Linked DNA regions of Zea mays: region 1 is linked to region 2. The links are chromatin contacts, called in public Hi-C maps. All regions are on one chromosome and are shown on one strand. The core of a region is the stretch at or near the end of the contact, and the rest is flanking DNA. Distances in the headings are between cores, read along the strand shown. Region 1 holds the start of LOC100382877 (Serine/threonine protein phosphatase 2A 59 kDa regulatory subunit B'). Region 2 holds the start of LOC100285481 (B12D protein).

Evidence for each region. Hi-C and Micro-C count contacts between places; a contact is called where the count stands out from the background.
Region 1: a Hi-C map of ear shows a contact between it and region 2, with 1.5 times the contacts expected there. The contact joins the promoter of LOC100382877 here to the promoter of LOC100285481 in region 2. A contact is called at or near these places in 2 of 25 Hi-C or Micro-C datasets (bundle sheath and ear).

Annotation. Positions count from the first base shown.
Region 1 is chr7:29,642,530-29,645,380 of Zm-B73-REFERENCE-NAM-5.0, forward strand. LOC100382877 (Serine/threonine protein phosphatase 2A 59 kDa regulatory subunit B') reads left to right here and starts at 1,303. Exons shown (of 5, transcript NM_001175569.2): 1 at 1,303-1,518; 2 at 1,662-1,737; 3 at 1,963-2,851. The coding sequence starts at 2,031.
Region 2 is chr7:29,383,894-29,386,593 of Zm-B73-REFERENCE-NAM-5.0, forward strand. LOC100285481 (B12D protein) reads left to right here and starts at 1,395. Exons shown (of 1, transcript NM_001158374.1): 1 at 1,395-1,995. The coding sequence starts at 1,440. The coding sequence ends at 1,694.

The sequences.
Region 1 (2,851 bases), core at 53-2,552, 260 kb after region 2:
TTGAAAATAAACACGCTCGCAAATGGACATCTAACATTAGTTAATAATAAAGGGTGATTAGCTTGTACATCTTAGGTTTTTACTTGTCCCGGTCCTTTTGCCTATATTAGCTAGTCCATTATCTAGTGAATCAAACATCCTACTAAACTAACGCAAAACATGGACCTAGAACAACATTTTTTGGGTCATTATTAATGTCTACATTGGTCAACGATGGTTTGACCGTGATGTCGCCCTGATATTGGGCCTGTTTGGTTCAGTTTTTTTCTGACCAACTTTTCTGAGAATCTGACTGTGGTGAGAATCTGGCTGTGGGGATAATCTGAGTATCGTGAAGATTACGTGTGGAGAAAGATTAAGGGCCCCTTTGGCAGGGCTCTGGCTTCTCCAAAAACGGCTTTAGCTCTGGCTCACGAGGTGAAACCACTTCTTTAGATGAGCCAAAGCTATTCTAAAAATCATTTGGCAAAACGCCTTATAGGTTGTTTTTCAGAAAGACCCTTGTATATGTATATCTCTCCTGTACGTGGCTAGGATTGAGGGGAGGACCAAAAAATAATAATTTGGACTGGTGGGAGGGCTATTGTGCAAAAATAACGTGAGCTGAAGCCGGGTGAGCCACTTTTTTTGGCTCATGCCCTCTAGTTCATTTTGGAAAAGCACTTCACTGATGAAGCCATTTGAAAAAGAGGTGTTTGGCACAACTTTTGCATGAGCCAGAGCCGAAGCTGAAAAATAAGCCCTACCAAAGGGGCCCTAAGTAGTCCAAATGGTTCAAGATCTAAAAAGCGACGAATTCCTACTATCGTGACGACTTGACCGATTTTATGTTCATATTGATTTTAAATGGTTTTTATTAAATTAATTTTTATAAAAGCTGACTAAAAAGATGAAACGTTTGACGGTCTATATCAGCCTGCAAAAAGCCCAAACAAATATGGGCATTGACATATGGCGCGAGCGGAGAATGCCTCCATGAACCTTCCTTGGTGAGGCAGTCACCCTACCCTACCCTAGGTCCTAGGAGGGTATGATAAGCATCTGGTGACGGCGAGTTAAGAGCAGTTCAAACTTCAAAGCAAAGGTAAAACAGAACACCTGGTCTTACGCCTGCCAGCAACAAACTCGATGGAAAGATCGGAAAAAAGACACGCAGGCCTGGCTCCCGGCCAAAACTGCCCTGCTATCCCGTCTTCCAGACGCAGAGAAAAAGCAGGGGGGCTGCAACGGAAACAAAAACTAAAATAATCGTACTGTCCAGAACGGAAACTGCCCTCGCTTCGCTTCCTCCTGTTCTTCTCTCCCCTCCTGCTACTGCCGCCCGGCTCCGCTCCGCTCCCCTCCCGAACCCCGTTCCACCTCCACCCGCCGCTCCCGTCCCGTCCCGTCCATACCCGCGCCGCTCTCGACTCGCTCCTCGACCTCAAGGCTACCTACCTCGACGGGCCCCGCACCGTACCCGCCCGCTAGCTCCCGCGGCTGCAGCAGCAGGACGAGCTCGCCGCCGCCGTGCACTAGGTACGTCCGCCTCCTCGCAGTCCCGTTCTGGTGGTTCTCGTGGCGGAGCGGGAGGTCCCCTCCTCTCCCGCGCCGCCGTTTACTGGCCCGCGCCCGCAGCCAGTCCGTGTTGACCGTTGCGTTGCTCTGCCTTTTGTTTTCAGAAGAAGAGGTCGCTGTCGGTCGCCCCGCCCCGCCCAATCCTGGTTCCTGGACCTGCGCCGCGTCGTTTCGCCTCAGGTAGGCTTCCCGTCTTTGCCCCGCGCGTCAATTCCACCTAGGCCACGGCGGCTTTGGAGGAGCTAGGGGGCGTTCCGAGCAGTTCCTGACATTCGTTTCGGGGTGTATAGTATAGGGTATTAGACGATGTATGCTTGCACTACTAGCAGTATAATTCCTGTTTAGTGTTGGCCTGCCTGAGCCGTTCATCCCGTTTGCTGTGCTCCCCTATTCCCTCTGGTGCAGGTTCCAGTGTCTCGATTTGCCAGGATAACTTGTATAATTGAAGCTTTCCTTTGTACGATGATGGGGGCATGCCATGGACCAGAACTGAGGGGGCTAGGGTTTGCTATGTGGTAGTAGCTCCTGCTTCAGGTGGCGTCAGCTGTTCTGGGTGGGGTAATATGATGAAACAGATATTTGGACGGCGCAAGGCGTCCAAAACCGCAGACAAGGAGTTCACTGGTGGGAGGACGTTCAGCCAGCTGTCGGGGTCTGGAGTTGCTGACCTGAGTGGCCAACCGCCAATTCTGTCGAGTACTGGGCACGCCTATGGGAGTGGAAACCGTACGGGGTTCCAAGACTCGAGGATAAATGATAATTTGTTTTCTTCCAACTTCCGTCCGTTGCCGAGCTTTAAGGATGTGCCGAATACAGAGAAACAGAATCTGCTCATCAAAAAGTTGGACGTTTGTTGCACTCTGTTTGACTTTACGGATGCGTCAAAGAACATGAAGGAGAAGGAAATAAAGACGCTGATGTTGTTGGAGATAGATGAGTATGTAAGGACTGCTAACGTGAAGTTCCCTGAGATCGTTGTGGAGGCAATCACAAAAATGATTTCGGTGAACTTGTTCAGGACACTAATTTCCCCACCTAGGGAGAAGAAGGCGCTTCAAGCTTTTGATCTAGAAGAGGACGAACCGTTGATGGACCCTGCGTGGCCACATTTGTACCATGTGTATGAGTTGCTCTTGACATTTGTCCAGTCTCCACAAAATGATGCTAAGCTGGCTAAGAGATATATTGACTATTCCTTTATTCTGAGGCTGCTTGACCTCTTTGACTCGGAGGACGCTAGGGAGAGGGATCGCCTTAAGATGGTGCTTCACCGTATCTATGGGAAGTTCATGGT
Region 2 (2,700 bases), core at 145-2,644:
AACGATAACTGCTAGGAGGAAAGATGAAAAAAACTCAAGTCTAACATCCAACAACTTCAATTTCCCAACAACATAAACAACTTATCGAGAAACCAACATCCAATCTGGACAAGTTAATACTCGCTCAAGTCTAACATCCAATAACTTTGATTTCCCAACACCAAAAACAGCTTATTGAGAATCCAATCAGGACAAGTTAATATTCGATCGTAATCGTCTCATCGAGCTCTACACATCCACGACATCTGATCATCCATAGGACATACCATTATTCGATTATGATTTTATTTTGTTTGTATAATATTAGATGACCTAGGACAAGTGGTCGAGGTGGGCGCATACCAGGTTAGCACATACAGTGGAATTGAGGCAAGTGTGGGTGAGTGGAGGTGGTAAAACGCGGGCAGGACAGGTGGTGGTGGTGGTGGAGGAGGAGGTGCAAAGAGAGAGTGGCAAGAGGCATAAAAGCATGTGTGAGGGACGTACTGTTGGGTAAAAAAACTATTTTTTTGTTGGATAGGGAGAGAAGCCCCATAAAAATTCTTAATTTTTGGTGCCTCGAACCACACACCGACGACAAAAAAATACTAATTTCAGTCAGTTTTTGCCCTGCTGGTAGAAAATAAGTTATTTATGTTGACTAAGTCGTGGCTAATAAAAATTGATAAATTTCCGTGCACTGTTCTAAAAAAATTGTAGAACTATTTTTGTATATGGAAATTCTCTATTTTCGTGTTGTGACGGTATCGCTCGAAGAGAAGCCTGAAATGAAGCATAAATCCTTTAGGAAAAGTGTGAAAAAGGATAAATATAGATGTTGTTAATTATTATATTATAAATAAAAGGTAAGACGAGAGGAAACCGGCGCGGCTGTTTCGGAGAGGTCGTTGCCGGTTCCTCCTCGCTGTTGCTGGGGCGACCAGCAAGCAGCCGCGTGCCACCGACGCGACCGCTTCTGCGGCTGGGCTTGGCTGGGCCAGTTGGGCATGCATGTGAGCCGCTGGGCCCACGAAGTCCAGCGTGTTTACGCCTCCGCTCCGCCCCGCCCCGCGTCTGCCTGCCCAGCCCAGACGACTCCCCTCCGACTTGTACCTAACCTATCGAGACAGAGTTCCACGAAGCAGCACCAGCACGGCGCCGCCTCAGCCTATATATAAACACACAGCCGCCCCCCGTCTTCTACTCTGACTCTCATCTGAAGCGCGCGAGAGAAACGCGTATACCCAGGCGGCGGTTGAGGAAGAGGAGGAGAAGAAGAAGAAGATGGCTTCCTCCGCATACGCCTCATGGTCCAAGCGGTGGATCCGTCCCGAGGTACGTACGCCGTTGCTGTTTCCCATCTGATCGTTCATTCGGTTTCTATCGATCGGAGAATTGGGTCATCGGGGATGGATGGATGGATCTGACGGGATTTGCCGATCCCGGTGTCGCGCGCGTCCATGGATCAGGTGTACCCGCTGTTCGTGCCGATGGCCGTGGCCTTGGGCATCTGCTCGTACCAGCTTGTGCGCAACATCACGGGCAACCCCGAGGTGCGGGTGACCAAGGAGAAGAGGGCGGCCGGCGTCCTGGACAACCACGACGAGGGCGAGAGGTACGCTATGCACGGCCTCAGGAAGTTCGTCCGCGGGAAGAAGCCCGAGATCATGGCCTCCATCAACTCCTTCTTCGCCGACCCTCCCAAGGACGATTAAGCTAGATTCCGTCATGGATGGATGGATGGATGGATTCCCGATTCCCGATCGTCCATAGTATGTTTTACCATTCATTAGCTGCCGGCGGCGCGCCTTGATTCGTAGCCGTCGTCGGTACATTTTTTTTTGTTTCTAAAATTCTAATTCTCCCATATAAATGGAACATCATGCATTTGTCGTGTTTGCTTGCATGGCTGCGAACGAATTCAGCACGCCTTGTGATTTTCATCACATATTTGATTGATAACGGATGACTGTATGATATTGTTGCGTCCCAACAAATTATGTTGATTTATTTACACCATACGCATGTATTAATATCTTTCCTCTTTACACCACAAAACGGCGGCGGAAGAGAGGGGAAAAAAGTCGCTGACCCGTGAGAACTACGCATGCGCCAGACGGCGGCACGAAAAAGGCGAAGGCAATTCGTGTTTGGCCACCGACGACCGCGTGCGTGCCAGTGTCAAACTAGTTGGCGTCGTCGGCATGTGAAAAAAAAAGAGGCGAACCGATGGTCGTTGCCTCCACGTCCAGGCTGTCAAACGGCCGGCTCGCGTGCACCCACGACGTCGCCGCCGCCGCTTACTTGGCTTCTGATTCGCGAAAGCTGGGTACCCGATTCCAGCTGTCAAACCCAACCCGTTGAACGCGCCGCCGCTAGCGCTGGCCGCATTAACGGTCATTTAGGCCTAGTTTGTAAACTTAAATCTTCACCCGTTCTTAGAATTGAGTGGAAAATTAGCTTTTCATCTCAATTCTTAAAATTTCTGAAGGAGATTTAATTTTTCAAAATAGCCCTCCATTTTGCTGACATCACTTCGCCTTCTGCCTAGAATTTGATAGAGAAGATCTAGCTGTAAAAAAAACGAAATTAGATTGATATGACAAAAACAGTCCTACAAGGTAAGCTTTATTCTCGTGTCTTGAAATAAGGCATTGTCATAAGGTTTTGTGTATATATGTTGCATATTGATATGAGGGTATAGAGGGGAATTAAATTTCT